Regions from separate parts of the Mus musculus genome. Here region 2 is linked to region 1. Evidence: chromatin contacts called from public promoter capture Hi-C data. All regions are on one chromosome and are shown on one strand. Each heading gives the region's core, a stretch centred on a gene start, on an enhancer-like site or on the middle of the called end of the contact. The rest is flanking DNA. Distances are from core to core; before and after follow the strand shown. Region 1 holds the start of Clec14a (C-type lectin domain family 14, member a). Region 2 holds the start of Sec23a (SEC23 homolog A, COPII coat complex component).

What was found. Promoter capture Hi-C pulls out the DNA fragments that hold promoters and counts their contacts.
Region 2: a promoter capture Hi-C map of embryonic stem cells shows a contact between it and region 1, with 2.5 times the contacts expected there. The contact joins the promoter of Sec23a here to the promoter of Clec14a in region 1. A contact is called at or near these places in 5 of 39 promoter capture datasets (cranial neural crest, embryonic stem cells, frontonasal cranial neural crest and 2 more) and 1 of 115 datasets of contacts at active chromatin or transcription factors (embryonic limb bud).

What each region holds. Positions count from the first base shown.
Region 1 is chr12:58,266,616-58,271,403 of GRCm38.p6, reverse strand. Clec14a (C-type lectin domain family 14, member a) reads left to right here and starts at 2,146. Exons shown (of 1, transcript NM_025809.5): 1 at 2,146-4,788. The coding sequence starts at 2,570. The coding sequence ends at 3,949.
Region 2 is chr12:59,009,992-59,014,779 of GRCm38.p6, reverse strand. Sec23a (SEC23 homolog A, COPII coat complex component) reads left to right here and starts at 2,763. Exons shown (of 20, transcript NM_009147.2): 1 at 2,763-2,934. It overlaps Gemin2 (gem nuclear organelle associated protein 2), which reads right to left and starts at 1,389. Exons shown (of 10, transcript NM_025656.5): 1 at 1,167-1,389; 2 at 726-810. The coding sequence starts at 1,303.

The DNA.
Region 1 (4,788 bases), core at 897-3,396:
CCCTTCTTTTCCAGAGACATACACTCTTACATATAATTAAAATTTTTCTTAATCTTTAAAAATAATAAAGAAAAGAAAAATAAGTATTATGCATTTCAGATTACTAATAGTTTAAAATTTAAAGTGCTTACCTATAAAACTATGGGATTAAAACCCATTATGTTAAATATACTTTGTGAAGATGTAACCAACAAGGTTCCCACTAATCTGCTGTCTTCCTTAGCCCAGAAACAGTTCTTCTGCCAAGTGACTTTCAAAATGTCCAAGAACTTCCACTGACTACTCAGCTTTGAAAACGCTTTTGTCAAAATACGTCACAATTCCTGGACACATGTCCAATTCACAGTCATGGGCTTGCAAAGGCATATAGAACTGATCCATGTGATTAAGTACTGTAAACATTGACTCAGTTAGATTTCTGGACTTTTCATAGTTCTTTCTTATAAGACACAAAGTTCCTCCAGCTAAATGCAAAGCCATTTTGTATGTCCCAGATATTAGAAAGAATTGAGGAATGTCATTTAAGTTGGGAAACACAAAGGGTAGAAGAAAAATCCTTGTGCAACTCCTCAGTCCGAAAGAGCAGGCTAGTTTGATGACAATTTTTCATGTTTACTGTCTCCTTTTGGGATACAAGGAATTCCCGGATGTGATAGTAATAACAAAAACAGGAGGGAACATACACAGGTTATCTTGACATCCTCTTCTTGCCTCTTGTTAACGAAAACAGTTCAATTCAGCGCAGCAAAGCAAGTGAAAACGTGCATAGGAACACATTAGAGATAGCAACTTCCATTCTGGTTTCGAACACTTACAAGCAGGTTGCCTCTTTAAGAGGGCTAAATGTAGTCTGTTTCTAAGCACATGACATTTGCCATTGTGAATCAAGACAGACAAGTGACACATGTCATTATAAGTGTATAACATTCTCTAAATTGCTACAAACATAAAAGAACATTCATAATTGAATGAAAATAATAAAAAAGAAATGATAAGACATGACCTTCTTCCTAGGTATGGTGGAGGAGGTTTACTGTAGAAATAGCTAGGCCCATGTGGGGAGATGGGGAGGGGAGAGGAGAGGGAAGAGAGGGAACCAGGTGCAGCAGCCAAGAGTCCAAAGGTACAAAGAGAGTGGGTAACCAGATCAGAAGGACAGCCCAGGTCTCTGTGATGGAGAGTTCAGGAAATGGGATGGGGTATGCCAGCCAGGAGGGCTCTGTAACAGATAGGGACCAAGGGATGCCAAGAGAACCTGGTAGCCAGTGTCCTCTTTGATATGGTAAATAGGCAACTCAGTCATTTGTCCCAGATTGAAACCTAACAATAATGCTGATTTTAACCTTTTTTTCCCCCCAAACCTTTCTTTCTTTAATTCTCCCACACTTCCCAATGAGCAAGTGTGCACATTAAAACAAAACAGCCATTGGAACCTGGAGTAGCTGATTCAATCATTTTTCAAATTACAGAGTATTATTTTCCGGTGTCGAATGTGCATTATGATTGAATAAATAGTTTGATTTTCAAAATAAAAATTTTTGAGCTTTTATTTGTGTCCTTTTACACTTTTCTTCTATAAATGTTGGCAGATAATCACAGGAGCTGTGATTTTCCATAGTTCAAGGATAAAAATCACATACAGATGTGATTTTATAAGACCGTGAACTCATTCGCATATGACCTAATATCCTCAAGAGGGTTTGAGCACATGTACTGGTGAGGAAACCACCATAATCAGGACCTGTGGCTATTGTTTGTCACCTCGATGTAAATATTTGCCCCAACCAGCCAACACCGGTATTTAAAAAATAAACAAATAGAAGTACAAATTAAACTTTAAGGCAAGTGCCAAACAGAGGAGCTATTTTTCCATTGAAAATGCCCCCAAGGAATTCTAGGCCCCTTGACTGGCAATTTGCACGTCTGGGTTTCCTTTGGCACAGTAAAGAAAGAGAGCTGCCCCTAGAGATCAGTGGTTTTACTAGTGAGGCCTCCAGCTTAGAAAGAAGTAGGAACATTCCTCACAAGATCCCTCCCCCAGCACCATGCTCAGGAAACCTCCTGGAAGCCTGGAACAGTCTACAAATTATACTGACGCCAGCTCCACAGTCCCGGACATAAACACAATAGGCGGGTGTGGGCTTATGGTTCCTGCCCACGATCATCACTGCATTCTGAGATCCAAAGTCCAGATAAGTGTGAGCAAGAAAAGAGCCTCACTTGATCCCGGTGGCAAACTTCTTTTCTCCTGCTTATCTAAGCGGGGCATTGGACCCCCTTGGCCCAGCGTTGAGGCGCCAGCTGTGTTCCTGACCCCTGAATAAATCAGGGCCAAAAAGAGCCTGGCAGGGCTCTGGGACACATTTCCTGTCACGGCCTAGGGAAAGCAGTTGGCCAAGGGAGTGTTGTGGCGGAGTTTTCAGCTGTTGGAGGATGAGGGCTCAAGAGAGGCGAGGGGAGGGCACACATAGTGGTAGAAAGGGCTGTAGAGGGCGGTGACTTTAGAGAAAGCTCCGTGCCCTCCAGCAAACCAGAGGACTTGGGAGCAGCTGCATGTTGAGTCTCCAGGATGAGGCCAGCGCTTGCCCTGTGCCTCCTCTGTCCTGCGTTCTGGCCTCGGCCAGGGAATGGGGAGCATCCCACGGCCGATCGCGCAGCTTGTTCGGCCTCGGGGGCTTGCTACAGCCTTCACCACGCTACCTTCAAGAGAAGGGCGGCGGAGGAGGCCTGCAGCCTAAGGGGCGGGACTCTCAGCACCGTGCACTCAGGCTCGGAGTTTCAAGCTGTGCTCCTGCTCTTGCGTGCAGGTCCCGGGCCTGGCGGAGGCTCCAAAGATCTTCTGTTCTGGGTGGCTCTGGAACGCAGCATCTCACAGTGCACTCAGGAGAAAGAGCCTTTAAGGGGTTTCTCCTGGTTGCACCCGGACTCAGAAGACTCAGAGGACAGCCCACTACCGTGGGTGGAAGAGCCACAACGTTCCTGTACAGTGAGAAAGTGCGCTGCGCTCCAGGCCACCAGGGGAGTGGAGCCTGCTGGTTGGAAGGAGATGCGCTGTCATCTGCGCACCGATGGCTACCTATGCAAGTACCAGTTTGAGGTTCTGTGCCCTGCACCTCGCCCAGGAGCCGCCTCTAATTTGAGTTTCCAAGCTCCCTTCCGGCTGAGCAGCTCCGCGCTGGACTTCAGCCCTCCTGGGACAGAGGTGAGTGCGATGTGTCCTGGGGACCTTTCTGTTTCGTCCACCTGCATCCAGGAAGAGACAAGCGCACACTGGGACGGGCTTTTCCCTGGGACAGTGCTCTGCCCCTGTTCCGGGAGGTACCTCCTTGCTGGCAAGTGTGTGGAGCTCCCTGACTGTCTAGATCACTTGGGAGACTTCACCTGCGAATGTGCAGTGGGCTTTGAGCTGGGGAAGGACGGACGTTCTTGTGAGACCAAAGTTGAAGAACAGCTAACCCTCGAGGGGACCAAGTTGCCCACCAGGAATGTAACAGCCACTCCAGCAGGTGCTGTGACAAACAGAACATGGCCAGGTCAGGTCTATGACAAGCCAGGAGAGATGCCACAGGTCACTGAGATTCTTCAGTGGGGAACACAGAGTACTTTACCTACTATTCAAAAGACCCCACAAACCAAGCCAAAAGTCACTGGCACACCATCAGGAAGCGTGGTCCTGAACTACACATCTTCGCCCCCTGTTTCTCTGACTTTCGACACCTCTTCCACGGTGGTCTTCATACTTGTGAGCATAGCAGTTATCGTTTTGGTCGTCTTGACCATTACAGTGCTGGGGCTTTTCAAACTCTGCTTCCACAAAAGCCGTTCCTCCAGGACAGGGAAGGGAGCTTTGGACTCACCAGGTGTGGAATGTGATGCCGAGGCTACCTCTTTGCACCACAGTTCTACACAATGCACTGACATTGGAGTGAAGAGTGGGACTGTGGCCTGAAGGACTGAGCTTAGGTTCTTCACTGGCTGGGTGCGCTCTTGGATCGGGACACTTAGGGAAACACCTCAATGCTCACATCTTGCCTAGACTTTTTCAGTCCCAACAATTGGGGAAAGAAGAAAATTTTCAGTGATTACTGTGGAAGTCCTCCTTCCCATACATTTTATTTTGTGCTAAATCTGAAAGAGACACTTGTTCCCTGAAAGGGGAAGAGGTGGAAGCTGTGGGCTGGTATTGGAAGACAGGGTAAAAAATGGCAAGAGACATTTTCCTATTCTCTGGGGGAATTTGAAGAAATGCTTGAATATTTCCAGTACTGGGAACAAATAAATAACACTATAATTTTTTGAACATTTCTTTTCATCCAAAATGGGAAGGGAATATCTATATTATTCAGGCTAGGAATATATTAGCTTGAAATTTTGAGGCAAATAATAAAACATTGTTGAAAACCTAGGCTAACATATGTTTGACTTATACAAAGGGTGTTATTTAGGAATACACCATTCTGAGGATAGCAACTGGCTATGAGTTTACTGGTAAGACACACAAGGGTACACTCTGAGCTTTGGGGGAAAAGTCTTTATACACCAGCTCCTTCAGAACTAGTGAAGTTTCCCTTTATTCTTTTATCCTTTGCTTTCAAAGTCACTGTGACTGTGCTCTGCCATAAATCGGAAGTGCAATGTTGCCAGTTTCTGACTCCAGAAGCAAATTACAGTTGACCACCAATCCAAGTGTTTACTGTGTGTCCTTGCCCAAGGAAACAAATGATTTGTGTCTTCCTTTTCCAGGGTTTGTGTTCTCCAGTGTAATGACCTTCCTATTCAAGCCACCTT
Region 2 (4,788 bases), core at 1,514-4,013, 740 kb before region 1:
TTTAGGGACCTTTTCTTTATGATCCTCTGTTGTGTTCTTAGTGCCCAGCACAACCTAACTGCTCAATAAAAAGTGTGCTGGCTAAGCAAATGAATAAAGAATATGGACAGAAAGCTGCCAAGACAGCTGTGTTTCTATACTGAGAAAATGATACCAGGTCAAATTGAAAAAGTGTACAATGCACCACCCTGAAAAATAACTATAAAGGTATATCCAGAAAAAAATATCCTTAATTATTTATAAAGGTCAATATTAGTAAACAATTGAAGTACTTTTGTTTGTTTGTTTGTTTGTTTGTTTTGAGACAGGGTTTCTCTGTGTAGCCCTGGCTGTCCTGGAACTCATTTTGTAGACCAGGCTGGCCTCGAACTCAGAAATCCGCCTGCCTCTGCCTCCCGAGTGCTGGGATTAAAGGCGTGCGCCACCACGCCCGGCTATAAAGGTCAATATTAGTAAACAATTGAAGTACTTTTTGGGGGTAGGGGAAGTAATCTTTTAAATGACACACACACACACACACACACACACATTTTCCAGAGGGTCTCAATGTAGGCTGGCCTCCAGACCAAAACGCCTCTGTGTTAGCTTCCAAGTGGTGCCTAACTTTATAAGGAGCAATCTAATCTTATACACACCATAACTTATATTTTTGATATGATAGGAAAATGTTCGTGTTGTATATGTGTGTGTTGTTAAAATATTCCCAGGTGGTTGGTTAAACTCACAGAAATGTTCACACTTTGCTTCCTTTTCAACTTCTTTGGGTCAATCTGGGCTACCACAACATCTGGACATTGGGCTGCTTCGATCCTACAATTAAGTAATACATACATGATACTTATTATTTCGCTTTGTAGAATAGAGAGATGTGTTTTACTTTATTATGAAATGGGAAATAAAAGTGCAAGCTCCCAATGAAAAAACGAAACGCCTGACACCTAGATGAAAAGCAAAGAAATTTAAGAACACACGTCTTAACGTGCAATCAAGTTCAAAAGTTATCTGCCAACCGTAGGGTGTAATAAGATCTTAAATTTCCCGGACCTCCCGAAAGATAGGAACGCAAACAGAGGAGGGACTGTTGCACACCAAGGGTCAGGCGCGGCACCAGGGCTGTACACAGGGGCACGACAACCAGCCCACTCGCACGGGGCGAAATCACTCACTGCACTCTCCTCAGATATTCCTGAGGCGTCCTGGGGGGGACCGAGGGATCGAAACCTTCCGTCAAGTCACAGGGCTCCACAGGTAACAACCGTGGCATCAACTCTTCCACCGCAGACTCGGCTGGAACCCACGCCATGGTTCTCGCTCCCGCCAGTCTCAATCGGCGCCCAGAGTAGGCACGGCGCAGGCGCCTAAGCGACCTCCGCCGAGGCCACCGGCTACAGGCGCAAGGGGGCGGAGCCACACAAGAAACCTGCTGGTTGCATCAAGCTTATGGCACCGGTGGTGGAATGTAGCGCTCGAGAATAATTCCTGGCAGAAGTGGTTCCTGAAGAGTTTCTAGGTCGCTCTGTCTAATCCCATTTTCTCGTCTAAAGCTTGGGTAGGCGGCAGGGACTGAGGATGAACTTTGAAATCTTTAATATTTTTAAAATTAATGAACAATATCGCTATAATCGTCATTTTTAGAGTACTAAAGCCTTTAACCATTTGTAAACACGTTACATTCGTCTAAATCTTACAACCCCTTAGGGTGGTGTCTTTCTGACTTCGCGGGGAACAGAGTGGATGAATGCAGAACTTTTTGTTTTGTTTTTCACTTTTTCGGATAGCATCTTAAAGTTTAGTTGAGGCTGTTCTGGAACTCATTAGGTAGCTCAAGGAGTCTCAAACTTGTAGTGATCCGATCCCCTGGCCTCAGCTTCTGGAGTACCAAGTATCACACGAGGATAATTTTTAGGTTTTTGAGACTGTCTCTTCTGTGGCTTAGAAGGGTCTACAGTTTGCAGTGTAACGTAAGCTGGGCTGCCTTTTTTTTTTTTTTTTTTTTTTTTTTTTTAACCTTGACTATTGAGATTACAGGCATGAACCATCACCACTAGCCGAGTGAGATACTTAAAAACTTTAAAATTACTATTTTGCGATTGCTTGTGGGTCGGTGAGGAGGTCAGAATACAACTTCTGGGAGTAAAGTTTCTTTTTCTGCCTTATGAGTTCTAGGCAAGTGAGGTCCCTGAGCCAAGCCTTCTCATTGGCTCTTGACAACACACAGACGAAAACCCAAAATTAGAGGAGAATCCGAGCATCTATTTTCTAGCGAATACTTCAAATAATTGTTAACTCGTGCTTCGTTCTTTCTCCTCTTTGGACACGGATACAATGTCAGGAAAAAAACTTGCAAGAGCCTTTTCTATATACTAGAAAACAAAAACAATCGTTCAAGCAAACAGTAGACGTGAAAGCTACATCTGGTGGTTAACATTTTTTTTCTTTTTTTCTGGGGCTAGCAATGCCCTAGTCAGGTATTTTAACCTTAATCCTACACACGGCCTCGAGCGGCCACATCCCACCCTTTATTACTCCGGTTACCTCCCTTCCTCCACCGCCCTGGCTATCGCATCGCTTCCTGCTAGCCCCGCCCCTTCCTGAATTGTCCCCGCCCTCCGCTTTGCTTGGCCGTCTTTCACGCTCGCCCCACCCTCTTTATTACTCCCGGTTCATCTTTTCCGCCACTCAACGCGCCCATTACCTCCTGCGCGCCCCGCCTCTTCCGGGACTGTTCCCGCCCCTTCGCTGGTCGCCCCTCCCCGCCTCCTCCCCTTTGACGTGGCAGAGGCGGCACCAGCCATGTTGTCCTGGCCCAGGCCCTCCAAGAGGCCGGGGGCGGGGCGGGGCCGCCCCTGATTGCGGTGCCACGGCTGCTACAGGGCTTTGGAGCGGACTGACGACTGTGCAAGGCGGAGGCTGTGGCCGTCACGGAGCTTCTAGGTAGGTACTGTGGTAAGGACTAGCGTGGCAGCCACCTCTGCTCCACCGGGGTCTTAGTCGGAGCTGGGAGGCGGGCGGCGGGCCGGAGTGTCAGGATTGTTGGCTCTGTCCCGGCTGTGCTCTCGCATAAGCAGCGGGGCGTGCCGGAGGCTGTGGCCCAGCGCCGAACCGAGATCGCTGAACCCTGTGCTTGTCATGGCGACGGAGCGCCCTCGTCTTTAGTCCTCTTAGTTTAGGTGGAAGGACCGTAGCAGGATGGAGACCGAGGGTCTGAGCATCTGGCTCTGCACCCACCCCCACCTCCTGGGTGACACGCTTTGCCAACCCTGCCCAAGGCTCCTGTGCCCTGGGGCCTCTAGGTTCGTTTCTTGACTGCCCAGGAGTGCCCTAGACTTTGAACCCAGGTGACTACATCACCTGTAATTCGGCCTTGGGCCTTATAAAGGTTAAAGAAAAAACCACCAGGTATAGCTAGTGCCTGGGGCCTTGATTATTAATGATCAGGTTTCAGAACTGAGCAATACCATGCACTGGGGCATTTATTCTGTCTGTAGAGCTTTACTGTTTGTGGGAGAGGAACAGGAAGAGGTAAATAAATCCATAGGTAGAGTAGAGTTGGAGATGTCTAATTCATCTCGTCAGCTAAACTTCTGTCCTGTCTTAACACAACCCCACCCTAAACCACGGATAGCTAGGCACATTTACTGAAAGAAATTTAAATTTAAATGTATACTAACATCTTCCTTCTTTCCAGCATCATCAGAGGGCCTTTGTTTTTTAATTGTTTCAATGACCAATTTTATTATTGCCCCCAAAATTCTCACATAACTGATGTGAAATTTGAAGGCCAGAGAAGTTTATTGCCCAAGAGCAAAAATTTGTTACTCAGTCTATTTCATTGGAAATTTTACAACTGGGCCTGGGAAGATGGCTCAGAAGTTAAGAGCACTGGTTGCTCATCCACATGAATACACACACATACACGGGCACAGAAACACACACTCACACAGAGAACTCACTACTGGCTTACAACCTCTTGTAATACACTTACACACACAGTGCCTCATTACCTATTTACAACGATTTGTAACACACCCACATACCTTTCATCTCAACCCCCAGCTCACTAGTGGTTAACAAGCAACTCCATTGGTAGAGGATCCACCACCCACTTCTGGCTTCCACAGGTACTGCACACACATAGTATACAGGCAGATACAGGCAAAACACCAATAGACAAAAATGAAATAAATATATATAAAAGAAAACTTGCAACTGAAATGTAGGGAGGTAAGGTGGTAACAGATAACTAATTTACTTAAAATTTGTATGTTTTCCCATTAGGAATGCATAAGGGGGTAAAAATGGAATAGAGAAAACCGATACTATGGGAAGCCTTTCAGGATGTAGGAAAGTGTTTGCTGTGTTATGATAAAGTGACATGAGGCTTTGACTCTATCAGGAGAAATTACTTAATTAAAATAGTCATCACTGCAATAAATTATTGAAAAAATGTGACTTTTTTTTAAAAAAATGGCCTTTTGTATCTTTATCACGTTTTAAGAAGATGAGTTTGTAAAATCTGCATTATAACAATATTTCAGGATGTGTGTGTGTGTGTATGTGTTTCAAACAGGGTCTTACTATGGCAGGTCTGGAACTGACAAGAGATCCATCTGCCTCTGCCTCCTACGTGCTAGGATTAAAGTCCTGTTCCAACAAGCTTGGCTCTATTTTTCGGCTAATGTTCGTATTGGATGATCAGGCGCTTGCCAAATAGATCATCACACTAAGGAGGTTTGTGACAGGACTTTGGAGGTGGGCTTTGTGATTCGAAGCGTGAACGGTTACTTT